Regions from separate parts of the Mus musculus genome. Here all the other regions are linked to region 1. Evidence: chromatin contacts called from public HiChIP or PLAC-seq and promoter capture Hi-C data. All regions are on one chromosome and are shown on one strand. Each heading gives the region's core, a stretch centred on a gene start, on an enhancer-like site or on the middle of the called end of the contact. The rest is flanking DNA. Distances are from core to core; before and after follow the strand shown. Region 1 holds the start of Klhl26 (kelch-like 26). Region 2 holds the start of Gatad2a (GATA zinc finger domain containing 2A). Region 3 holds the start of Mau2 (MAU2 sister chromatid cohesion factor). Region 4 holds the start of Tm6sf2 (transmembrane 6 superfamily member 2). Region 5 holds the start of Kcnn1 (potassium intermediate/small conductance calcium-activated channel, subfamily N, member 1). Region 6 holds the start of Tmem161a (transmembrane protein 161A). Region 7 holds the start of Slc25a42 (solute carrier family 25, member 42).

What was found. Promoter capture Hi-C pulls out the DNA fragments that hold promoters and counts their contacts. HiChIP or PLAC-seq counts read pairs in DNA pulled down with a chosen protein or histone mark. Capture Hi-C pulls out chosen DNA fragments and counts their contacts.
Region 2: a contact with region 1 is called in a promoter capture Hi-C map of adipose tissue. The contact joins the promoter of Gatad2a here to the promoter of Klhl26 in region 1. A contact is called at or near these places in 5 of 39 promoter capture datasets (cranial neural crest, frontonasal cranial neural crest, liver and 2 more), 1 of 484 Hi-C or Micro-C datasets (embryonic stem cells), 1 of 115 datasets of contacts at active chromatin or transcription factors (astrocytes) and 1 of 9 other capture datasets (adipose tissue).
Region 3: a promoter capture Hi-C map of adipose tissue shows a contact between it and region 1. The contact joins the promoter of Mau2 here to the promoter of Klhl26 in region 1. A contact is called at or near these places in 6 of 39 promoter capture datasets (the C10 cell line, cranial neural crest, embryonic stem cells and 2 more), 2 of 484 Hi-C or Micro-C datasets (B cells and CD4 T cells) and 1 of 9 other capture datasets (adipose tissue).
Region 4: a promoter capture Hi-C map of liver shows a contact between it and region 1. The contact joins the promoter of Tm6sf2 here to the promoter of Klhl26 in region 1. A contact is called at or near these places in 8 of 39 promoter capture datasets (the C10 cell line, cranial neural crest, embryonic stem cells and 4 more).
Region 5: a promoter capture Hi-C map of neural stem cells shows a contact between it and region 1. The contact joins the promoter of Kcnn1 here to the promoter of Klhl26 in region 1. A contact is called at or near these places in 2 of 39 promoter capture datasets (embryonic stem cells and neural stem cells).
Region 6: a promoter capture Hi-C map of pancreatic islet shows a contact between it and region 1. The contact joins the promoter of Tmem161a here to the promoter of Klhl26 in region 1. A contact is called at or near these places in 2 of 39 promoter capture datasets (cranial neural crest and liver), 1 of 484 Hi-C or Micro-C datasets (embryonic stem cells) and 3 of 9 other capture datasets (adipose tissue, liver and pancreatic islet).
Region 7: an H3K4me3 HiChIP or PLAC-seq map of embryonic stem cells shows a contact between it and region 1, with 15 read pairs. The contact joins the promoter of Slc25a42 here to the promoter of Klhl26 in region 1. A contact is called at or near these places in 8 of 39 promoter capture datasets (the C10 cell line, the HPC-7 cell line, cranial neural crest and 5 more), 4 of 484 Hi-C or Micro-C datasets (Th1 cells and embryonic stem cells), 2 of 115 datasets of contacts at active chromatin or transcription factors (both in embryonic stem cells) and 3 of 9 other capture datasets (adipose tissue, liver and pancreatic islet).

The regions. Positions count from the first base shown.
Region 1 is chr8:70,475,030-70,478,522 of GRCm38.p6, reverse strand. It overlaps Klhl26 (kelch-like 26), which reads left to right and starts at 1,580. Exons shown (of 3, transcript NM_178771.3): 1 at 1,580-1,673. The coding sequence starts at 1,618.
Region 2 is chr8:69,972,503-69,975,995 of GRCm38.p6, reverse strand. Gatad2a (GATA zinc finger domain containing 2A) reads left to right here and starts at 1,613. Exons shown (of 13, transcript NM_001113346.1): 1 at 1,613-1,906.
Region 3 is chr8:70,041,144-70,044,636 of GRCm38.p6, reverse strand. Mau2 (MAU2 sister chromatid cohesion factor) reads left to right here and starts at 1,903. Exons shown (of 19, transcript NM_001376946.1): 1 at 1,903-2,245. The coding sequence starts at 1,952. Sugp1 (SURP and G patch domain containing 1) reads right to left here and starts at 1,850. Exons shown (of 14, transcript NM_027481.3): 1 at 1,557-1,850. The coding sequence starts at 1,590.
Region 4 is chr8:70,071,296-70,074,788 of GRCm38.p6, reverse strand. Tm6sf2 (transmembrane 6 superfamily member 2) reads right to left here and starts at 1,865. Exons shown (of 10, transcript NM_001293795.1): 1 at 1,700-1,865; 2 at 408-511. The coding sequence starts at 1,794. Sugp1 (SURP and G patch domain containing 1) reads right to left here. Exons shown (of 14, transcript NM_027481.3): 13 at 3,138-3,267; 14 at 2,442-2,983. The coding sequence ends at 2,957.
Region 5 is chr8:70,855,452-70,858,944 of GRCm38.p6, reverse strand. It overlaps Kcnn1 (potassium intermediate/small conductance calcium-activated channel, subfamily N, member 1), which reads left to right and starts at 1,937. Exons shown (of 10, transcript NM_032397.3): 1 at 1,937-2,013; 2 at 3,468-3,493.
Region 6 is chr8:70,170,565-70,174,057 of GRCm38.p6, reverse strand. It overlaps Tmem161a (transmembrane protein 161A), which reads right to left and starts at 1,650. Exons shown (of 12, transcript NM_145597.4): 1 at 1,618-1,650. The coding sequence starts at 1,620.
Region 7 is chr8:70,210,767-70,214,259 of GRCm38.p6, reverse strand. Slc25a42 (solute carrier family 25, member 42) reads left to right here and starts at 1,979. Exons shown (of 8, transcript NM_001007570.2): 1 at 1,979-2,032.

The DNA.
Region 1 (3,493 bases), core at 331-2,830:
GTGATGGAAGGGAGAGAGGAAGAAAGAACAGAAGACAGAAAATAATAAAAAAGGAAAGACAGCCAGGCATGGTGATATATATGCCTGTCATTCCAGGACTCAGAAGGGTGATGACACAGGAGGGTTCACAGTTGCAGGCCAGCCTAGGAGACACAGTCTTAACAAAAGGAAGACCTTAACAAAAGGAAAGCCTTGCACAGACATGGGCCTTTGAACCATTGCTGAGGGTTGCAAGTCTATAGCGTGCTTGAGGTAGAGGGTGTGGAGGCTGGCTTGTGTCTCTGTGGGCAGGGATTTCGGGAATGGGAGCTAGAGTATGAGGGCAGATACAGAAGGGATGGGGATTTGAGAGTGGCATTGGGCCCTGAGGTAGGAGGTTCTGAGCTTACTATATGCTGAAAACGCTGAAGCAAAGGGTTGGAAGTCAGAGGGTTGGGTTGGGTTCAGGCTGGGAAAGGGATATGGCTCGGGGCAGGATGCTAGTGAAGAGGGTCTGTGCACTCAGGGACTTTTGTTCCCTCACTCATCAGAACATGCCATCTGAGCCATCCCGCTTCTGCCAAAGATAAGCCACGCCCACATCTGTGCGCCGCCTAGCCCACACCTTGTTTGCCCCGCCCTTCATGGCACGACCTTCACAACTTAGGTTCCACATCTCCTACCAAGGCTCTTCCCCAACCCTCCCATTCTTGCAGTCCAGACCCGCCCCCTCATTATGATGAGCCCCGCCCAAGTCCCGATCCTTCTCCCAGCCCTGGCCCCGCCCAGGCACCTCCCGAACGTGGATTCGGCCCTCTTCCCATCCCAGGCATATGTTCCCAGCAGTTCTGCTCTTAATTAAAAGACCCTCCCAACCTACCCTTTGCCTCACCCCTCCGCTAACCACGCCCCTCTCGGGCTAGACACTTCCCATCATCATCCTGGGCTCCTTCCCTCCTCTAGGGGCGGCTCCAGTCTTCCTCCACTTTTCTTCTGGTCCAGCATATATCTAACACCAAGAATGACCCTCAGGCCGCCTTCCCCTTCCTGGTTATGTTGGGAAGTAACATGGTTCCATTTCCCGCATAGGCCTTCCAGCCACTCTCTCCACAGCCAAGACTCGCCCCTCTCCAAACTCAGGCCCTACCATACCTTGGAGCCAACCTTTTCTCCCACAGAACTTTTCTTCCACAGGTCTCTTCCCTCCTTTACATAGGCCCCGCCCCTCTTTAGGTCATGTCCTGCTTGAATCACCTTTCTCAGACCCCTCCCTTCTGAGGGCCATGACGTCTTCAACCCTTACCCCCACTTCAGGTACTATCTTCCTTAGGTCCGCTCTTAGGCCATGCTTATAATTCTTATTGCACGCCTCCAGGGTTTTAAGCGCCACTTCTCTTCAAGGCTCCGCCCCAATCCCCGCCTACCTCTTTGGCCCCTGGTCTTTCAGGCTCCTCCCCCTCACTTTCTTTGGCCTTACTCGATGTTCTTCTCCGACCTGCTCTCCTCAGGCCCCGCCCCTGATCCCAAGCTCCGCCCACCACTCGAGTCCCTCCCTCCTTCTCAGCGGCTCCGCCCGCTGCCCCGGGCCCCGATCTCCCGATCAGCGCGCCGCCCCATCGCTCGGGCGCGCGGCGGAAGATGGCGGAGTCCGGTGGCAGCAGCGGCTCTAGTCAGAGCCCCGAGCGCCCGAGCAGGTGAGTCCTACGCCTCTGTTGGCATGCACCACTTGGCTCGGGCGGGGCCGACCCGGGGCCGCCGGGGGCGTGGACGTTCCGAGTCCCTGTCGTTAAGGTCCTGAGCTATGGCGTAGGCCTGAGGGCAGGCTGAGGCCCGGCTTCCTGGGAGCTGCGAGCCCGGGGCTGAAGGGGTTCGGGGAAGGTGACGTGGGAAGCTCCACAAGGACCCTGGGGCCCGGGAGGGAGCCGAGGCGTTCGTGAAGGGAGCACTGAGACCACCTGGTTACCTCCACAGGTCCTGATGGCAGGGAACAAGAGGCCTAGGCATGTCTGGAGGGGAACACTGAGGCCAGTCACCTAGGAGCCTGGACATGTCTGAGGAAGACACTGAGGCCAGTCACCTAGGGGCCTGGACATGTCTGGGGAGACACTGAGGCCAGTCACCTAGGGGCCTGGACATGTCTGGGAGACACTGAGGCCACTGGGAGACCTCAACAGGTTCTATTTGTCAGAAAATTGTCTAGGGGCTTGATAGGTGAACAAGGGACTTGGGCATGCCGTGAGGGGACACTGAGGCAACCTTGGGGGCCCCAGCAGATCCATCATGATGGCCAGGGAGTCTCAGGGACTGTGAGAGGTCGGGATGTATTTGTGGAGTTTGAGCACTGTGAGAGAAGATACTCAAGAGTATAGGGTCTTTCTTTAAGACCCCCTTCCTTCCACCCTTCATAGGGTTTAAATACCCCTCCCCTCACTCTAAACGTTTGAATTGGAGGTCTTGCCCTCAGATATTGGGTCCACGTTCACCCCTTTTAGTTAAATGAGGTCACCCTTTTTCCTGGTCAACTCTGAAGGTGGGTTCCTTGAACTTGGGAATTTGCATAAAGATGGCAAGTATTTTTAAATATTTGTTTTATTTTGGTTTTTCAAGACAAGGAATCTTATAGCTGGTCTCACAGATGCCATATAGCTGAGGATAACATCAAACTGCTGGTTATCTTTCCTCAACCCGAATGATCAAGATGACAGGCATGCATCTCTATTCCTGTGGTGCATGCTAGGTGAGGACTCTACTACTGGGTCATATGCCTGCCCTCTACCCATCCTATTTTTAAGATAGTGACTGATTTGTATAGCATAGGCCAACCTTGAACTCAAAAACTTTCTGTTGCAATACATTTTTGTGAATTGATCTGGAGTCTCAGGGGAAGAGCACCTACCGGTCTTAGGGAACTCTCTTAGGGAGCACTCACACCCTCCATTTTCACATTAACCCAGAGCCAGGAACCCCTGCCCTGAGACAGCCACCACCCTTGTGAGATCAAGGAGGAAATTCAGTCTGTAAATGGTTTGGGAATAAACCGAAGCCAAGGGCACTGGGCCTAATGATAACGAACAAAGTTGGCCCTCAGGCAGGCCGGAGGGCAGGGAAAGATCTGGTGGCCTGTGGATCTGAGTTGAGCATTAGGACTGGAGGGAAGATGCTGATTAGGGAAACCCTGCTACCACCTAGAGGAGGCATTGGCCCTGCCTGTTACCAGAGCAGCTGGAAGCTTCAGAGTGAGGTCAGAGCAAACCAGGGACTCCATACAGGCCATCGGCAACTGCAGAAACTGGGCGCTCTGGCCACAGAAGAGTGAGTGGCAGCACACTGGGGCATGACAGAGTGGTGGCCCAGGACTGAAGGTCTGTAACAGGGGTAGATCATGGAGTCATTGGGGAATGAGTGGGCAGGGCCTAGGAGCCAGATAAAAGGGGACGGCTGGCAGGCCAGTAGTGGCACATGCCTTTAATCCCAGCACTTGGGAGGCAGAGGCAGGCAGATTTCTGTGTTTGAG
Region 2 (3,493 bases), core at 364-2,863, 500 kb after region 1:
AAGCCATCAGATTACATTACAGTTGTGCAGTAACACATTTCAGTTATGTGTGTTACAAAAAAGGTACTTCAGCAGTTTTCAGGAGTCCTGGTGTCTGTCTCATCACTATTTCAAAGCTGGAATAGGAACATGGCAGGAGTCTGTTTCAGTGATTCTGATATTAACAACTGCTTTGTGACACTAGACTTTCTTTTTTCTTTTTCATTTTTTCCTCTCAAGACAGAGTTTCTCTGTAGTCTTAGCCATAGTACAGACTGGCCACGAACTCATCCACCTACCTTGAGGCTTCATTTTCTTTATTTCATTTCCTTTTCTTTCTTTTTCTTTTTTTAAAGATTTATTTATTATATGTGAGTACACTGTAGCTGTCTTTAGACATACCAGAAGAGGGCATCTCATTACAGATAGTTGTGAGCCACCATGTGATTGCTGGGATTTGAACTCAGGACCTCCAGAAGAGCAGTTGGTGCTCTTAACCACTGAGCCATCTCTCCAACCCTTATATATATATATATTAAAAGAAACTGATGTGTCATGAGTGTTTTGCCTGCATGTGCATCTGTGTACCACATGTGTACTTGTTGCCTGAGGAGGAGAGCCTCCATGTGGGTGCTGGGAATAGAACCCAGGTCTTCCACAACAAGAAGTGCCCTTAACCACTGAGCTAACTCTTTAGCCCTGGGCTTTGTCTTCATAAGATTTCTTTATGACGTGTTTCTGTATGATGAGGACAGAAGGCATAAATACCCTAGAACCGGAGTTATGGTAGGTTGTAAGCCACCATGTGGGTGCTTGGGTCTTCTGCAAGAGCAGCCAGTACCTTTAATTGCTGAGCCATGACTCCAGATGTGTTTTTTAAATTAACATATTTTATTTATGAGCGTGTGTTTGTGTCTGAGGACAACTTGTGCGGATGGAACTCAGGTCATTATGTTTGGTGGCAAGCCTCTTTAAACCACTGAGCCATGTCGCTGTCCTGGAATAGGTTTTCTATGAACTTTGTACTTTTCCCTGTTGAAATTGTAAATTGGCTTCAGATGCTTCATAATCTCCCCAAACTTGCTTCCTTTCTGGCTATTATTGTCTCCTTGGTGTTACCAGAGAGGGTTGGGCGCAGGTTTGTTTTCTTGGGGATTCCTTCTTCTCCAGAGGCACAGGCTAGATGTGGATTACTGGAAGGAGACAGCCGTCCACCTCGTTCTCTGCAGGTGGATTGGCTTGGTGGGTAGGTTGAACTGTCTGCGGTCCGGGGGAGAGGGGTGACCGCTCAGCCGATCGCACCTTCTCACTGGAGGTCAACACCGAAGTTCCTGAGAGGAAGCTTTGCGAGGCCCCGGGCGCGTCTCAGAGTTACAAGAGGTGGCCGTGCAGGGCTCGGGCGAGGTCAGCGTGAGTCAGCCCTGGGCGCGGCCGAGCTCTGTGCACTAAGCTGGCCATGGCTGAGGGGCGCTTAGCAGCCCAAGTGGGAAACCCAGTCGCTTAGCGCAGCGTCGCCAGTCTTTGGGGCTGGGAGGGCGGTGCTTCCGGGTAGGCCCGCCCAGCCTCGCCTCCAGGGAACCACGCCCACATAAGACCACGCCCACAGGGAGCCCCTCCCTTCCCGACCCCGCCCATCCGGGTGCGGGCGGGTGGCGTCGCCTTTAAGAGCTCCCCGGTGTTTTGGGGGCCGCGGGCCGGGCGCGCTGACCTGGTGCGCATGTCCCGGGCGGTGACGCCGGCGCCGGGCTCCATGTGTGCGGCCGAGGGGCGCATTATCTGGCCGGCGGCGCGGGCGGGCGGAGCGGCGGAGCGAGCGCCGCGGGCCCGGGCGGCCCCTCAGGCGCAGCGAGCACGCGCGGCCGGCGCCCCCCGCCCCCAGCCCTGTGGACACGCGCGCTGCCCCTGGGCCCGGTCGGCGCGCGGCCGGGTAAGTTCCTAGCAAACTTGGCAAGGCGGGGCGGGGGCGCGGGAAAGTGGGAGCGCGGTCGTATTCGGTTTGCTGCGCTGCGGTTCGCTTCGCCTGCGCCGCTGGAAAGTTCCCCACCGCCCTCGCACGTGGGGCTGGGGTCCCTGGTCCCCGGAGCCGGGAAGTGGCCGAGTCGCCTCACTCCCTCCTGAGCTTTTCAGGCTGGGAGGCCGCCCCAAGGGGGGCGGCGGGCACACAGCACGTGGACGAGTGGCGTGGGGTGAGAGTCCACGGGAGGGTCGGGGGTCCGAGCCCGGCGGCGGCGTTAAATTCGGCGGCGACGGCGGCGGCGGAGGCGGCGGAGGATCCCGTGTCAGAATAAGAGTCCCTGCGCGCCCACGCCTGCAGGGCCGGTCCCCCCCCCCCCCCACCGTCCTGCTTGGGCTCGCGCCCTTCCTGCTTGACCCTGGGGAGCCATGGGACCCTTCCCCCTCTCTTGGTTCCTGTTTTCCTCATGGCCCTCCACTTTAAATTTGCCTCCGGGTGTACGATGTGGCTCCAATAATTTCTTTTTTCTTCCACCTGGAACGGGTTGGCATCAGTGACTAGACAGCAGCAGCTGGCCTTTTAAAGGGATTAATGCCAAGAATCGGAATTGATCACTTCAACAAGGAAAGGCTTCTGGGCAGGCCTCAGCCGCAGCCGGACTGCGCTCTCCGGAACCCTGAAATGAATGGGGACCCCTCATTAAGACCTGTATGGCAGAATGTTTTGTTTTTCCTTCCCGCCCCTGCAGTTTTAGCAGAGGCTGCAAGTTCTACCTACCTGACTCACTTCAGGTAGTTCACTCTTATCTTGTGGCTTTGGATTCTTTAGGACAAAGTCCTGGTGAGTCTCCTGAGCCTTACATTTTCTTGACAGCATTAACTTCTTTTTATCTTCTTGGAGTATGCAGCACTCCCACGTCCCTGTTAATGTGTGTGTCCATTCACAAAGCGATAGATACCTGTTGTGGATGTAATCTGTATACTGAGCCTGAGTCTCCCTCTTGTTCTTCTCATCCTACCATTCGGTGGTTACGGTGGTTACAACTTTTCTTTAAAGCAACATTACACCACAGCACTGTGAATACCCTCCAGTCCTTAGCTTATACCTGGCTCTCAGTGTGCATGGGCCAAGTTTCCTTTGCAGGTATAGCAGGTACCAAAAATGATCCTTCTGATGTATAATACCTAATTTCCAGATGAGAAGTTGTAGCTTCTACAAGTCCTGTTGTTCCCTCACTGCTTAGTGAAGGGGCAGAGATGTGATTGCTGTACGTTTTCTGCATTAGAACTGGGGAACGTAGCTGCTTTCCCCTTGTATGTGAGAATTCCCCCTGCTCTAGTACATGAAGCAAGCTCCTTGTACCTGTGCAGCTTAGAACACCATGCCAGCCTTTCTGTGTCCTGAGAGAAGAGAATCCAGCTGGCCTTTGAGTGGCATAGCCACCACGCTTGTGCTTCAGACCCAGAGTTCTCTAGAGGAAGCAGTTAAGTGTGGTAATCACCCACTCTTACTCCTCACTCTCTGTCCACCTCTCATTCTTCTTTTGCTCCCTACAATTCT
Region 3 (3,493 bases), core at 654-3,153, 430 kb after region 1:
TGTGCAAGCCAGAGGTTGACATCAGGTATCTTCTCTTTCTTTTTTCTCCCCCTTGTTTGTTTTTTATTTTCTCAAGACAGGGTTTCTCTGTATAGCCCTGGAACTCACTTTGTAGACCAAGCTGGCCTCAAACTCAGAGACCCACCTTTACCTTCCAACACCTGGCACTCACTCTGTAGACCAGGCTGGCCTCAAACTCACTGAGACCAACCTGCACTTTCCAATGTCCCAAGTTCTAGGACTAAAAACATAGGCCATCACTCACCAACTTAAAAAAAAAAGACAGGGTCTCAGTTTGCACAGCCCTGGTTGACCTTGAATTCAGATGTCCACCTACCCCTCAGGAGTTGGGATTAAAAGCATTCCTATTGTCGCTCTGCCTAATTTTTTGGTACAGAGCAGCTCACAAAACCTTAAAGCCCGTTTCAGTGCGTGGCTGCCAATACACCCCAGGAATCCACCTGTGTCCAGTCCGAAGTCCTGTGCTTTCAGGCACACAACAGTACATCTGGCTTTTTTACATGAGTACTGAAGATGGGGAGCCAGGTCCTCACTCTTGGGCAACAAGCATTTTAACTACCACCATCTCGTCAGCCCTTAAATTCTAAATGTTGAAAGCAAAACTGACTCCCTAGACACTACCAGAGTTGACACCCCTAATTATTTCCATTTCATTCATAACAATCTCCAAGGAGACAATCCTAGTCCACTCTGAGGCCTATCCAGCCTCTGTGGTGAAACCTCTGCCTTCCTATAGACAGCATCTACTCATATGGAACATCTTGTACTCAAGAAAGACTTTTCATGGAGCCAGAGAGATGGCTCAGAGGTTAAGAGTGCTTGTCACTCTTCCAGAGAATCCAAGCAAACATCCAGGTGGCCTACTATAACTCCAGCTCCAGGTACTCACACACAAAGACATAAAGACAAATGGATTTTTAAAAACTGTTAAGCCTTCCCTGACCTTCAATATATTAGCAGCATCCAACCTCACGTCACGAGAACTAGTTCTTTGCAAAATTTGCTTCCAGGTGCACTGACACGCAAGCTTAGCACAGCGTTTGGCACCCAGCAAGTGTGGAAGCATATGGTGAATGGGCAAATGCATTTCATCCTAGGGGCACAGGGAGAGCTAAACCCGTAACCGTGGGAAACCGCCCTGGCTGACCCAGTGCAGTTCGGAAACGCACATTTCCCACAAGGCAGGACCCAAGCCAAAGGGGACCGGAGGGGCAGGAGGGATGTCCCAGGCTGTCCGCTGTGGATGCCACCGGCCCGAGAGCAGTTTATTGGGAAAGCCCATGCGGTTCCCACCCGGCGCCCAGGCCTTTGAGGGAGACCAGGAGCGCTCCTCAGCCACGGGCGGGGGTTGGGGGGCGAACCCGAGTCTGGGGTCTCGGCAGACCAGAGAAGGGCACACGCAACGTTACTGTAAGTTTCCCTGGGGCTGAGGCGAGAAGTCCGCGTGTCAGGTCCGTGACAGAAAGTAGGGTGAACAGGAGACGTGCAGTCGCGAGAACCCAGGCGGGCGGCGAAGGGAAGTCGGGGGATGTTACCTGCAACATCCCGGTTGTCCATCTTGAGACTCATCCAATCCCACAATGCTCCGGCGCCACCTGAGAAGAGGGAGGCTCTGTTATAGTGCGCTTGGTCTGATGGTAAATGTAGTCCTTCTCCGACAATCTCGTCCAACCCCCTTCTAGGACACCGGGCGTCTTCTCCACAGAAACGCCGGCGTCAGTTCACGAACGTGTATTACTCTCAGTTACGATGATGCAGAGGTATCATCCTCTCCTCAGAGTCTTCCTCAGTCGGAGCCACTTCGAACACACACCATAAGACCCAGAAGTCCTTGCGTAGCAGTTCTCGCGAGAATTGCGGGTCGCCAGGCCCCGCCCCTCAAGGTGCTTCCGCCTCTCTGTGGAGGCGGCTTGTTGTTGTGCGGGCCAAGATGGCGGCACAGGCGGCGGCTGCGGCGCAGGCGGCGGCTGCAGCTCAGGCTGCCGCCGCACAGGCCGCACAGGCCGAGGCAGCCGAGTCGTGGTATCTGGCTCTCCTGGGTTTCGCCGAGCACTTCCGAACATCTAGCCCGCCCAAGATCCGCTTGTGCGTTCATTGCCTGCAGGCCGTGTTCCCCTTCAAGCCGCCTCAGCGGATCGAGGCCCGGACGCACCTGCAGCTCGGCTCGGTGCTTTACCACCACACGAAGAACAGCGAGCAGGCGCGCAGCCACCTGGAGAAGGCGGTGAGTGTGCGGGCCAGGCGGGCGGGCCGCGGGTACCGGGGACTCGATCCTCTCCGCCTCGTCGGGCTTGGGACTTCCGAAGGCCTCGCCCTCACCTGCGGTGACAGACGCGGCTCCGCCACGCCCTCTCACCCGGGAACCGGGAAAGTTGTCCCTCTTCAGCTACTTGGTGCTTGCATCGGGGACCCTCCTAGTCGGGTGGCCGCGGGAACAGGACCCAGAGCGTCAGCCTAGAAGCACCTACCTAAGGAAGAGATGCGAGCTCCCTGACGTGTGAAAGCGAGGTCGCAGGAAATCTGAAAGTCCAGGACTTCTGACAGTCAGGTGTCTAGGTCTGGAGTCCCAGATCCTTGTGGCATGGATATTGGGGAAGGTGAGGCCTTCAGCCTCTTGTTGAACGTTGTTGCCTTGTGAGGACCTGAAGTGCAGAAAGTAGCTTCTAGAGTCACTTGCACCTCGGGGGTCTGGAGGTCAGTCTCACTGTTGGTGGCTTCTTCTCCCACCACGAAATGGTCCATCTTTGAAAGAGTCCCCACTCCGCCTCCAACTTGATTTGTGACGTCTTGGTGCTTCACAGAATTTCAAGAGGTAGCTGTCATTCAGCTTCTCAGTAAGACTTGTTTCTTCTCATGGCAACTGTGTCTCTTCCACACCTCCGCCTCTTTTTTGCCATTTTCCTATCTTTGTTTCCTTGACTATTCAGATGTTTAATGTTCTGACCTGCAGACAGTCTAGTAAATTGCCTTCAGGAGGGGATCAAAATTCTTGTTTCCCACACTGTGCATAGTTAGAGCTTCTAATCCTCACTGAACCAATAAACTTCCTTATTTCAAGAGTGAAACCGTATAGGCTTAGCTAAGTAAAGTGATTTAGCAAAGACCACACTGTGTGAAGTTTGGGTTTTTTGTTTGTTTTTGTGTTGGGGGGGGTTGTCGTGGTCTTACACGATGTAGCAAAGAATTGGTCTCAATTCCCAGCTGTCATCCTTCCTGGCCACCCAAGTACTGAGATTACAGGCATAGTTGCACATACCTGTGATGTACATGTTCAAGGGAGAGGCAAGAGGCTAGCCTCGGCTACACAGGAAGAATATCTCAAAGAAAGCAGGTCTGCTTAGATGACTTTGTGGGTAAAGGCTTTTGCAGCACAAGCCTGATAACTTGAGTTTGAGTGGAAGGTGAACACTCTCAAAAATTGCCTTCTGATCTCCAAATTTGCCTGCACTCATACATATCATACACAACAAAT
Region 4 (3,493 bases), core at 616-3,115, 400 kb after region 1:
AAAGAGAAAAAGAAACATCAGGTCTAAGGAAAGGTGACCAGGCCACACATAATAGCATCCATTCTACATTCTATATATGTGATGAAGGAAGTCCCAAGTCTGGAGCTGGACAAAGTGCCATTGTCATTCCAGCATTCAGAACTCAGATAGAGGCAGGAAGATTAGGAGTTAGGGTCAGCTCAGGCTACATGAGTCCTGGGAAGGGCATAGGGGAGAAAGACATAATTACTTCTCTCTGGAGTTCCACCTCTGAAAGACACCCTTTGAGGTTCTCCAGTCTAATGGTATTCCAGGCCCTCCGAGTTCCACAGTTAATGGGAACCACTCAAAGACTAACAGAGGTCCTTGGGTTGGTCTTTAGCCTTTGCCCAGAGAACCCTGCTCCTCAGCACCTCCCAATGACTCACCAGCATAGAGAGGGTCGTAGGTGATCTCCCCATGAGATAGGCTATAGACTGCCAGGAAGAGCAGACCCAGTATCAGAGCACTCGTCAGCACCACAAACAGGGGCCTGGGGGAAAATCGAGTGCTTGGGTGAGACCTCCTGGAGGAATTATTCAGAAAGTGTCAGCAAAGGAGAATGAGACCTGACTTCTCCATCAGTGGTTTCTTGGTTAGGTTTTCTACTTGGCAAACTCCTACTCATACTTCAAGGCTTATCCATATTGCTCCCACTGGAAGCCCTCTCTGATTTCCCTATCTCTGTGTTTCATCATTAGCTAATACTCATTCCTTTGGATTTGCCAGGTCACTCATTGAGCCTCACCCTTCATGTGGTTGGACTCTGATGGGAGGGAATCTAGTATTTTCTTGAGGCTCCCAGTTTCTCTCAACTAAAGTCCAAATGTCTCCAACTGCACTTCCCTATTCTTGCTCAGTTACACCGAAGTTATACAGTCTGATAAGACAGTTCAGCTAGCTGCATAGATAACACAAGCCAGGTCTCTGGGCTTCCCTTAACACAGCTGGACAAACAAACCAAAACCCAGAGAGGGGAATCCACCTGTCTGGTGCCACACAGCCAGTTTTTGTTCAATTCTCCTAAACTACCCAGGCCCACATTTCATAAACTCCATCCTGGTTTTACTTAACCAAAATGCCAACACTAATCTTGACACTGCACAGAACTTGTGATCCTCACCCATGACGATAGTGAAACCCAGATAGATAAAGAGACCTGGGCTCCCAAAGGGCACTTGGCTCACTCAGACTCTCAGGAGACAGGTACCAGGGAGTCAGACCTATGGCTAAGGCCCTCTCTATCCCACTGTTTGAGTTAACTGAGCTTTGGAGTGAGGGGATTGCTGGACCTCCGGGGTCTATCTGAAGATAGAAGTCAGGGACAGGGTGCTCATTGCTTGTAGGGGGAGTTAACTCTAGGCCTGAGACAGAGACGATGGTACAGGGCATGCGTACCAGGGAAGTTGGGTGAGTTGGGCTTTATCTAGGAAAATACTTTGACCCTGGGTGACTTTGGAACTGGCACAGCATACATCCCTGGAATACTCGTAAATGCCACAACCCACTATGGCTCCACATCACCTTTCCCCAGAAACTTACAACTTCATCTTCCTGACAGCGCGGCTGGAGAGGGATTTCTGCTTGCAATGGCGTTCCCCCGGCCCAGCTCCCATCCTATGGGATTTTGCTACCCCTCATCCTCCCTCCAGCCCCATGGTCCTCATGGACGAAAACGCACTGTGAGAACGCCGAAACTTGATTGAGTAGGTAGGACACTGGCAGGGCGCAGAATGACATTGCCACAGTCCTGCCGGCTAGGGGCGGGATGTCCATGGCAGCGGCACCCCGACCCCGGCGAGGCCTCCAGGACGCTTGGCTCCGTGACCGCAGCGCGTCAGAGCTCTGAGTTGCCAGGAACCTGCCTGCCCCCCCCCCCCCCCCCGCGCGCAAAGGTCGCCCCGCGCAGGAGCTGGTCACCACCCTTTCCTGTGTTGAGGTTCTTGGCCAGTATGCGGAGGGGGTGGGTGGGGAGTGCCGCCCTACTATCAGGAGACTCCGCCCATAAGCTCCCTTTCTCAGTCCTTTTATCCATTGCACAGCGTCCTTTCCCAGTTTTCAGCCGTCCCACATCTGCAGCCATGCCCCCTTACCTCTACCCAGCTTATAACTCCGCCCCCATACCCTAGTCACCTGTGGGGCTGAACTGTAGAGACTTCCCTTTACCGAGTCCACAATAGTCCCTTACCTAAGACCCATTCACCTCTCCTAGCCCTACTCACAGGCATTAGCTCAAGAGTGCAGCCACGCTCTACATGGCCCCGCCCCCAGGCCCTACACTCACAACTTGTACACACTGCAGTCCAGCCCCTGGCCACACTCCCACTACTCAGCTCTGCCAACTCTAGGACCTTTTGTGTCATGCCCAACCAGATCTTGGGAGAGGGAAACATTGGGGAGATGGAAGACCAGAGGAGCAAGACTGGAGTACTCAGATTTATCATTCTTATTCTCTTGAGGACTTTGACTAGCTGGAGAGGTCTGGGGAGGATCCAGGGCAGCACAAATGGGATGAAGCTGCAAAGATTGACCATCACGGGCTCCAGCTGGGCTCTTGCAGCTATGCAGTGAGCAATACATGAGACAGCCCAGGCCTCTGCCTCTAGACAGGCCCTACCCATACTCCAGCTGTGCCCAGTCCACACCAGCCCATGCACATATCATGAAGTGTTTGGAAGCCTCTTTTTCCTCTGCCTGGGGTAAAGTCTGAATCAACTGGCTGGTCTCCAGTTACTGTGAACTCAATGAGCCTCAGTGGGACTGGAGGAGGGACAAAAGAGGTTTCTGGCAACAGCAGGAACTGGAATGCTGGACAGGTGAGCATTGGGACTTTAATACACAGCACAACACTTGTGACCACAGGATAGAGATGGATGCCAGAACATTTCATAGTCCAAGGATGGCCGATCTGAATGTAGACTTTGTGTTTCCAGAATATTCAGTAGTAGGGCCGTCTGGGGTTGTTCTGTGGAAGCCCAAAAAGATCAAAGGAGTGTTAGTGGAAAACTATAGGTCCTCCCTCCACAACGTTGCAGGCAGCAGAGCTGACATCCTGTGAGGGCTACAGCAGGGGTTTTGTCATCTCTCTCAAACTAACAGGCAGTCAGGGAGGCACGCACCAGCGGGTTGGGCCGGAATCGGTAGGCCAGCATCATCCTCTTGCGGAAGGCCTCGTACTCATCATCCTCCTTGGAGAGTTCAGCTGGCCGGTCGATGCCAAAGCCAGCTCCATCTATTGTGGTGGCACCCCTGTGGAAGGAAAACCAGCAGTCATGAGTAGGAACCAGGATGAGACAGACAGGAAGGGCTTCTGGGGTACTGGGGTGGGGACTGGTGGCAGGGTTGGCAGGTCCTAGATTCACTCAGACATGGGGTCAGAGGCCAGCTTCACGGTCAAGCAGTGTGGGTAGCAAGGCTTTACATACTAGTTAAACCAGAACTAGTTGTCACTAGCTGGAACCTTAGGACTTGTCCA
Region 5 (3,493 bases), core at 688-3,187, 380 kb before region 1:
AGGCCTAAAAGGGTTCCCTGGTGTCCTTCACCCACGGCCCAGAGACGGTGGCTCAGCCCTCAGGCCCTAAGGAAGGGCCTCATGTTCAGCAGTCTCCAAAGGACAATTTTTGCAAAGCTGTTTCCTGTCACAGGAGTGTAACTGTGTCCTAAGTGTATCCGTGGCTCCTCTGCCCCTTCCCGCCCACCATGGCCCCTGGAGCCCATGCCTAGGATGAAGGTGTGGCCAGTTTGCACTCAAGCCCAGAACCACCCTGCCCATTACCACCACCAGCTTCATCTATCTCCAGGGCTGAGGTGCCCAGAGGCCTCCAGGCCACCCCAACTGGTTGCTAGGATACCTCCTCCTCCAGGGGCTCCTTAAAGGCAGGGTGGGCCCCAAGAGGGAAGGGGTAAGTCTTAGAGGCAGTGACTGCTGAGCCTGTGAACTCCTTGATTGTGGTCACAGGCACCATGGGGGTGCATGTTGAGACAGGCGCCTGGAGGAGAGCTAGATGGACAGTGAGCACCCCAATTTTGATGACAAACGGGGGCATGCCCCCAATCCCTGGGGGCTGTGAGAGGCTGAGGTGTGTCTCAGGAGACTGAGTGCTTTGCCAGTGTTTATGACGCCCTGGCTTCTGTTGTTAGCACGGAACAAATGGGGCTTGGTGGCCCAGGCCTATCCTGTCAGGTAGGACCTGAGAGGTAGAGGCAAGATGGCCAGTTCCAGGCCATCCTCAGCTCTATAGTAAGTCTGAGCCTCACAGATATGAAACCCTTTCTAAAACAAAAAGCAAAACAATTCCTGGGTAGGGGGTAGGCAGGGAAGGCCCACAGCCACAGGCTGAGGTGGCCACATGCAGAAGGTTTAGGGGCTGGAGGCAGAACCTGGTGCTCTTGGCCTGTCCCTCTGTGGTGTCTCCTGGAACCTGCTTACATCTATCACCCCAGGCTGGTTCCATCTGGCTCCACCTATGTGGATAGTGCAGATGTGGTCCCCAACACCTGGACTGTCACTCTGTTGGTGGCTCTGCTGGGGCTCAGTGCTGTCACTGCTCCCAGGCCACTTGCTGGCCACACATCTGCCCCTCAGTCCTTCCTGAGGCCCTCTAAACTGCAAAGACATTGGGCCAGGAAGAAGCAGGAGCTGGGTGGCTGGGGTGGGGGTGGGGAGGGGATTAGGGAGGGGATACACACACTCATCGCTCGGCTGCAGGCAAACCTCAGCTCCCCAGCTTGTCAGTAATCACGTGACTGAAGGGGCGGAGACTAGACTCCTTGGTCTCTGGGATGTCTTAGAAGACACCTGAAACTCCAGCACCTTAGGAAGTAGGCTGAGAGGAGGATTTCAGTGAGTAAATTCAAGATCAGCTTTGGCTACAGAGCTATCAAAACAAACAAACAAAACCCAAGACCACAAAAAATGTTGCATGAGCTGGAAAGGGGGGCCCAAAACTGTCCCAGCGCTCAGGAGGTGAAGGGAGAAGGAACAGAACTTCAAGGCCACTCAAGGCTAACCTGGACTCCCTGGTAAGTTCTAGCGCAGCCTGTACTTCACAGTGAGTTTGACGCCAGACTAGGTTATGTGAGACCTTGATTCAAAACAAAAACTTTCATGAGTGAGCTCTGTAAGTTTGGCTTGAATGATGGGGGCAGAGCAGGTTCGGGGGTCTCCCCAGCCCTGATGATTGCAGCTGCCTGGAGCTCTTTCTGCCCGCAAGGCTAATAGGGTTTAAGATCGGGGTCCCTGAGGTGAGCGGGCTTGTCTGTCCCCAGAGATGAGGTCCAGGTGTGCAGGATCACCTGCAATAGCCAGCTGCCTGTGCACAGATGCCCATCACCGGGGTTCTTATTCTTGCCCAGTGCCCAGGAGGGAGCTTTAAGCATGGGCGGAGCCTGCGGGGTCATGGGGGTGGGGCCTGGTGCACTCAGCCAATCCAAGGCGCCGCTCATACGGGGCGGCGCTGCTCCCCCTCCCTGGCCGGTCTCGGCGGGGACGCGCTGGCACGAGGGTCCAGGTCCCCGCCCGCAGGTATTGGCGAGAGGAAGCGGGGGTGAGGGGGCTGGGGGGGCAGTAATAGCGGGTCCCTGGGCTATGCGACTAGGGACGACGCTGGGGATGGTGTTGCCACGCGGTCAGGGGTCAGGGACACAGAAGAGAGGGTGCGCGTGTCCCCCGGTGAGGGAAGATTGCGAGTGGGAGACGCTGAGTCCATAAAGTCCATGCACAAGGATGGATGTGATACGGCCAGTGACATGAGCACTCTTCGGCCACCCTAAACTGAGGTCAAGGTGCTCAGTGACAGCACCTGGGCTGCCAGACTGGCCTTGTAAGCTCCCTGGTAGCCGGTGTGCAAAGGGCAAGCAGAGCCGGGCACCCTGAGGAGTCAGTGAGCCTGGTGAGAAGAGCTCTGGCACCCTTCCTCAACTCCATTTCCCCACCAGCTGCTGGGGAGGCCACCTGACACAGGTCTAGTGTCTTGGGAGTTTCTGTCATGAGCCGTTATCACTGTGGTTCCTACAAGAGTTGTGGGAGGTGGGTGCCTCCTTGAGACTCACAGCAAGGGACACCTATTGATCCGATTTTATTTTATTTTGAGACAGGTTCTCAGGTAGCCCTAGTTGGCCTCAAAGGCCAGGCTAGCCTTGCTGTTTAGCACCTCTTGATAGGTATGTATCACCAGTCCTAGCATGGCGACTTACACCTGCCATCCCAGCACCTGGGGTTTGCCACAGTGCCAACCTGCACTATAGATTGAGAGCCTGTCTCTAAAGTAAATAAATAAAATTACAGAAGACAAGAGAAAACGGACTGAGCTGGTACCCCAGGCTCCATGACAGAAAGCAGCTCTGTCCTCAGCTCACAGCCACTCGGGCAGAGCCAGCCTGGTTCCCTGTCAAGGTCCTGCCCTCAGCCACCGCCAGGCTGTGTCCCTTAGTCTGTGTCTGACTCGGTGCTGGCAGAGGATCCAGGGGCCACCCAACCTCCCTCAGCTTTGCTCTTCTTTTTAAAACCAGAAGAGGTATCCCCCTTGTGCCTGGGGCAACAGACAGTCCTTTTAACTGGAGGCTCAAAACACAGCCAGCCCAGGACTGGTCACTGAGCCCTGCCTGCTCTGCATCTGTCCTGTGCCAGCCAGCCTGCCCAGGAAGAGGCTGTCTCAGGGAACAACATGGCAGCACCTAGGCTTGGCATATGTGTCAGACAGCTGAGTCACAGCCCCATATTGCCTCTTCACCTGTGTGTCTTGCAGGCACCCAGGCCACCTTGTCACCTGCTGTTGGTAGCTTGAGGGGCAGGGGGTGCTCATGGGCCAGGATGATTGCAGGGCATGCTGGTGTCTGGGAGGTTAGGCGCTGGGGAACTGAAGCAGACTTTGAGCAGGGGTCGGTAGACACTGACTTTCCAGATGATCCTGGACTCTCCTGAGCCTTGGAATGTTCTGGAATGGCCAAGGTGATGTTCAACCTTTGCTGTCTCCACAGGTCCATTCAGAAGCTCTGCTGCGGAA
Region 6 (3,493 bases), core at 401-2,900, 300 kb after region 1:
AGCTCTGGATGTGCCTATGTGGGTAGATCAGGCTGGCCTCCGACCTACAGAAATCTACCTGCCTCTGGTTCACCAATGTTGGGATTAAAGGCCAGAGTCAGCACACCCAACTATTTGTCTAAAGGATGTTTCTTGCCAGGCAGGGTGTGTAATCTTGGGTTTAATCCTCACATTTGGGAAACAGGTGCAAACAGATGGCCAAGTTCGAGGCCAGCCTAGTCTATAGAATGAGTTCTAGGACAGCCAGGGCTACACAAAGAAACAATATCTGAAAAAAAAAACAAACAAAATAAAACAAAACAAAACAAACAAACAAACAAACAAACACAAGACAGAAAGAAAGAAGAAAGAAACCAAGGAAAGAAGGGAAGGCCAGAGATAGGTTGATTTCCTATAGCCCAGGCTGGTCTGGATCTCAGAACACAGCTGAAGGTGACCCTGAACTGCTGGTCCTCCTGTCCCCACTTCCTGAGTGCTAGGGTGATAGCGTGTACCCACACCCAGTTTGTGCAGTGCAGGGGTGGAGCCCCGTCCATGCTAGGTAAGCACTCTACCAAATGATAGACGCCAGCTCTCCATCCCAGGAAGAGTTCAGAGCACAGCTCCACAAATCTTTCAGAAGGAAGCTAAGTCAGGCTCCCGCCGACACAGCACTCATTTCTGTAATTATCTAATTATATACACTGTGTGCCACTAGAGCTGCCTGCCTGCATTCTGCTTTCATACCCAATTAACATGAAATACAGATCAATATAAAAATCTGTCAGCCAGGTGTACTGGTGTACAATTTTGCTTGGATTTTTTTGAGACAGGGTTTCTCTGTGTAGCCCTGGCTGTCCTAGAACTCACTCTGTAGACCAGGCGGGCTTCGAACTCACAGAGATTCACCTGCCTCTGCCTCCCAAGTGCTAAGATTAAAGGCATTTGCCATCACTGCCCATCAACACCAACAAGTAAGACCCTTTGTAAATAATTTTTAATGGGTAAATAGAAAAAAATAAAAGGACTGGGACGCTAGAGAGATAGCTCAGGGCTTAAGAGTACTGATTGCTCTTCCAGAGGTCACAGGTTCAATTCCCAGCATCCATTTGGCAGCTCACAGCCCTTTCTAACTCCACTCTCAGGGAATCCTACATGTCTTCTCTGGCCTCTAAGAACAGCACACACACACACACACACACACACACACACACACACACACACACACACACACACACACACACACACACGGTAGACAGACATACATACAAAACATTCATACTTAAATAAATAAAATAATGAAAAATAAAAAAAGATTTTAAAAGACAAACAGAAAGCCGTGAATAGTGGCACAAGTTTGACATCTCAGCACTCCAGAGCCAGGAGAATCAGAAGTCCGAGGTCCCCATAGGCTACGAATAAGTTCTAGTACAACTTGGGCTACATGGGACCCTGTCAGAAAGCAAAGATAGCTGCAATCCCAGCTCCCTCACTCCAGTCCAGAGCCCTAGCTTCACCTCCCAACGCGTCCAGCACCACTGACTACACGACACTTCCAAATAGCCCGCGCGGTTTGGGGAACCCTCTCAGCTCAGTTAGGCCGTTCTCCACCCCGGGGATCCCAGAGGGCCTGCTCACCATGTCCGCTCCCTGGGCGCACAGCGGTACGAGGCTGGAGGCGGGGAAGCGCTGAGGTATCTTGGCCAATTAGAGACAGAATGCTGTTGACGAGCATCCTGGGAAGTCAGTCATCGGGCTAAGAATGGGATGGGTGTGCGCAATGCATGCTGGGAACTGTAGTTTTAGCTGGAGCATGAGGTCGTTTCGTCTGCTGGCTTTTCCTTCTTTTTTCTTTTCTTTCTCTTTTTGCCCTTGCCGTGTGTGTGGTGTGTGTCGTGTGTGTGCCGTGTGTGTGTGTGTGCGTGTGCGTGTGACAGAGTACCTATGTAACTTCTGCTGGTCTGTCCTGAAATTCACTCTGTAGACCACGCTGGCCTCAAAGTACTGGGGATTAAAGAAAGCCTGTGCCACCACTACCCGGTTGGTTTTATTTTCTAGTATGTATCTGTATCTTGTGGGGTTTTTTGTATTTTGCACGTAGCTGCAGTCCTTGGAGTCCAGAGGAGAAGGCCAGATCCTTTGACCCTAAAGATACATGTGGTTGTTTATTGGTTGAGAAGAGGGCTTAGACTGAACTTGGGTTCCCTACAAAAGCAATACTTGCTCCTAGTCAACTAACCAACTTTCTAGCTTTCTAGTTTTGTTTTTACTTGGACGTGGGGGGGGGGGGGGGAGGAGTTCTTACTTTGTGTGTGGGAGGACATTGGATACCTTGCTAGAGTCAATTCTCTCGCTATCATGTGGACCCCAGGGGATCAAACTCAGACTTCACAGAAAAAGCCTCAACCGGCTGAACAGGCTTGCTAACCCTGTTTGGTTTTAGTAGGGTCTGAACTTCTCTATGTAGACAAGGATGACCTTGAGGTTCTGATCCTGCTGTAAAATGCTCAAGTAACAGATGTGTCTCACCATGCCCGGTCAGTGTTCTCACTCACCACGGATGGAGCTCACCATGCAAACGTAAGACCTGTGTTGTATGAGCGACCTCCCCAGCTCACTACACCATCACCCCAGTTCAGACAGTAGCCTGGATGTCTGTGTGTGTGCACGTCACTCTCTGAGCCACACCCTCCTCACTAGACAGCCCGGCATAGTGGATCGCATAGCTGTCCTCTCTCTTAGAGAGCTAAGACAGGAGCATGTTTTAAGACTAATGACAGCCTAGGCTGTGTAGCCAGACTGAAGCCACTAGTGCTTCATATTTTAAGACTGTCTCAAAAACAAAACAAAAAACAGGAAAAAAAAATAAAAACCAGGGCCGAACGTGGTGGCGCATGCTTTTAATCCCAGCACTCGGGAGGCAGAGGCAGGTGGATTTCTGAGTTCGAGGCCAGCCTGATCTACAAAGTGAGTTCCAGGACAGCCAGAGCTAACAGATAAACCCTGTCTAGAAATAAAATAAAGTAAAAACCAGGAAGGAACACTTGTTAGGTTGATGAGATGTTTCTTTGGGCAAAGGAGTTTTTTTACCACAATGAGGGCCTGAGTTCCAACCCTAGCACCCACATGGTAGAAGGGAGAATCATGCCTGCGAGTTGACCTCTGACCTCCACTCCACTCATGCATTATACACTTGCTTCCATCGACATGATAGTAGTTAATGTTTAAAAAGAGGGTGCTGACTGGCCTTAGTGGTTCACATCTCTAACTCCTGTACTAGCCAGACACAGAAAGCCATTTTTGATAGTTTGGAGCTAGCCTGATCTTCCTAATGATTCAAACATAAATTCCAAAAGGCTCAAACAACAATGGGGAGATTTGGGCTCATGGAATAGAAAATGCTAGAGTTAGACCCACAGGGTAGGGTGGTGGGGCTTACATGGAATCCAGCTAGGTCAGGAGGGCTGTGAACCTGAGAGCACCCTGAGCTGGCAGGCCTCCTTTTGTTTTTGTT
Region 7 (3,493 bases), core at 730-3,229, 260 kb after region 1:
TTTCCACCATGTGGGTTAGGATATTAAATGCAGGCCATTGTGGCTGGTGGCCAGGTCAGAGCCTTTCTGAAGGCCCAGGCTGCTTCCATCTTGGGTTTGAAGGTATCTTATAGTAAAACAAACCATGCTCATTCCTGTTTATGATTACATCTCTGTTTCTCAGGACATGGGCTATATCCCACTGTAACCTTAATTACAAATGGTTCTTTCTACTACCTGTTCCAGGAAATAAAAAACCATGTCTTAGTTTCAAAGGTTGTTATCCTGTTATGGCCACCTTGCAACAATGTCTCTGTTTCCCGTGGGTGTTATGACCAACTTGTTACCCTATGTTCTGCGTCTGTAACCCTATTTGCCTGCCAGATCCTCATTTGGAAAACCCCTACCCTGAGTTGTAAAGACCTAATCTTCTAACCCAACTAGTGGCATTCTCCTTTGAATCCCTGCAATTGGGAGGCAGAGGCAGTTAGATCACTGTGTTTTTGAGGCACGTCTAGTCTACATAGTGAGTTCCAGGACAACCCGGGCTCCATAGTGAGACACTGTCTCAAAACAAAAACAAATAAAACAAATGTATTTTCCCCACTTTCAATGTTGATTGATGTCTGGTTTTTAGGAAGAGACATCCCATGTACACAAGCTTGCTTTAATTAATTGCTTGCTTTAATTTTCTTGGCCATGATTTGGGTCGGTGGTCTTTCTCCTTGAATCTGTAGGATTAACATTTACCCATTGAGCCATCTTGCTGGCTCCTTCTGTTTCCACAAAGGGGTCAGGGAGGCAAGATTGAACCTAAGGATTGCTCTGTCCAAGGCTTGAGCAGACTGAGTAACTCAGGTCACTCCGTTCCCCACTGTCTTACTACCCTTTCTGAGGGGGTTCAGAGCTTCAATATACAAATTGAACAGCTAAAGTGCTCTGTAACCTTGGTCAAAGAGCTTGACCTCTCTGTGTTCCCTTTGACATGTGGTTGTATTTATTGTTTGGTTAATTCACCAGTTACCACAAACACAGGGATGTCATAAGATCTCGTAAAGGATAAAGCTTGGACCCAGAGACGTCACTTTCTGAAAGTCAGATCACGTCAGCAGGATTGCACTTTTGCTTCCCATGTTTTGCACATGAACTCAAGTAGCAGAGGAAGGCTGAGTGATCTGAGTTTCTGCCCTTTGTATCATCGGCAGGGGAACAGTAAAGGAGGGACGGGCTGAGAATTAACCAAGAGTGTTTCAACTGTCAAAGTCTAAATTCAGGAAAGAGTAAAGCTTCTGAGCGCCATGGGAACCTGAGGAGTCTGCGCGGAACATACTAGATCATCCAGGGCAGACAAGATAGTTATGGTCTGTACCTAGCGCGCCCACCCCTGGAAGATGCACCGCCTACAGCTTCTGCGATTGGTCCCAGGACCTGTACATCTTTAGTGTCGCAGTCAATCATCGTTGCCCTCCGGGCTACACCCTCCGATCCTCGAGCTTCGCCCTTGCCCAGCGCGCCAGCTTACTCAGAGCGCTGACCTTGCTCTTCAGCGATTGGCTAAGAGGGCTGTTTCCAGGCCCCGCCCCCTCCCTTCAGTTATTGGCCCAAAGCGTTGCTTGTTTTCTGCAGAATCCAATCCTCGCTTCTGTCTCCTTGTGCCCCGAATTCTCAGAAACCAAGAGCCGCCTTTCCTCTTAGCTCCGCCTATACCCCTTGGCAATTGGCCGGAAGCTCTGCCCATTTTCTGCGGGTTCCAATTCTTGAACGCCCCCCACCAGGCCTCTCCGCCTTGTACCCGGTGTAGAACGCTCAGAAGAACCAGGGCCGCCCCTCCATGTAGCCTCGCCCCTTCCTTTAGCGATTGGTTAAAAAGGATGCCCGTCTGTGCCATGCTTACCAATTCTTGCCGTCTCCAGCGCTGATTGGACAGGGCGTGACCAATGGCGGCAGGGCCTGGGCCCCTCCCGGCCTCGAGCTTAGGGCCCGCGCGAGGCGGGGCTGCAGCGGCTGAGGCGGCTGAGGCAGTAGCGGCAGCAGCGGCGACGCGTCCGGGCAGGTGAGCGCGACCCAAGGAGTGCAGGCGCCAAGGGGCGACGCGGGGTGGCGGGGTTCTCGCGGCCCGGGCTGGGAGGAAGCGCGGCATGGGGCCGTTTCGTTGTGACAGCAGTGTCGCGAGCGTGGAGAGGTGACAGATCCCCTCACACACCCTGTGTTTCGCGCGTCCTCGGGGTCCCCACGGCCAGGCCGAACCCTAATTTCACACCGAGCTGCCCTGAGAGTGACAACCCCTGTGAGGCCAAGGTGGCCGCTTACGCACCCAACATGCGTGCCTCGCAGACCTGATCTTCCTCAGCCCGCTGCGTGTCCTTCCTTTGGAACCCGGGTGGACGCTTCGGGTGCAAGCTTCGGGTGCCACCCGGACGCGGCTGCTACACACGTGCACCTGCGTGCCTCTCCCCGTCCCTGTCGCGCAACCATCGCTTCACTCCCAAAGCAAAGTCCACCTAACTTGTGGTTTTAAATTTTTTATTTTCGTCCCCCGTGTAGTGCGAGTGGTGGCTTGGTTTTGGAAACCGTGTTTCACTGTGTAGAGCCAGCTGGTCTGGAACTCACAGAGATCTCCCTGCCCCTGCCTCCCAAGTGCCAGGATTAAAAGTGTGGGGTACCACCTGGTCTGTTATTGCTTTAACAGGGCTTTTAAATTTATTTCTAGCATTTCATTTTATTGTATTTATTTATTGATTAGTTTTGGAGTCAAAGTCTTGCACTGTAACCCAGGTTGTCCTTGAACTTTTATAAAGAGTGCTTGAGGTCAGGTGAGATGGCTCAGCAAACTGAGTTTTTGGGAACTGCCAAAAGTTGTCCTCTGATCTCTACATGGGCTCTGTGGCACACACGTAAATACACACACACACACACACACACACACACACACCACAATATGTATATGTATATGCATATAAAATCACTTCTTGACACAGCATGATGTTATGAGTCATCTGTGCACTGAACAGGTAGAGGTAGGATCAGAAGTTCAAGGTTACCTTGGCTACACACAGTGAATTTGAGTAGCCTGGTCTGTTTAAGACCTTGTTTCACAAAAAGAAAGGAAAGAAAACTAATGAGCAAACAGTGCATAGACGGGAGTGGAGTTGGTAGAGTGCTTGTTTGAAGTTGGGGGTTCCATTCCTAGCACCAGAGAAACCAGGTGTGGGGGTACACACTTATCATCTCAGCAGGGGGATCTGGAGTTCATGTCCAGCCTGGGCTACTCAGAGGCCCTGTCTCAAAGACCAATAACAAACAAAAATCTCAGGGCTGGACAGCTTTTGAGTCATTTCTGGACTTAGAATAATCTCCTCAGCCTGATGCTCAGAGCATCCCAGTTCACCAACCAGAAGTCTGAAGCCCTCAAACGCTGCAGCAGGCTCTGCCTGGCCCCCTTGAGCCTTGTCTGTGAGCCAGCTCCTGTCAAAGGCTGCTTACTGGTGTTTCTGTCTCTTGAGTTAGTGGAGGA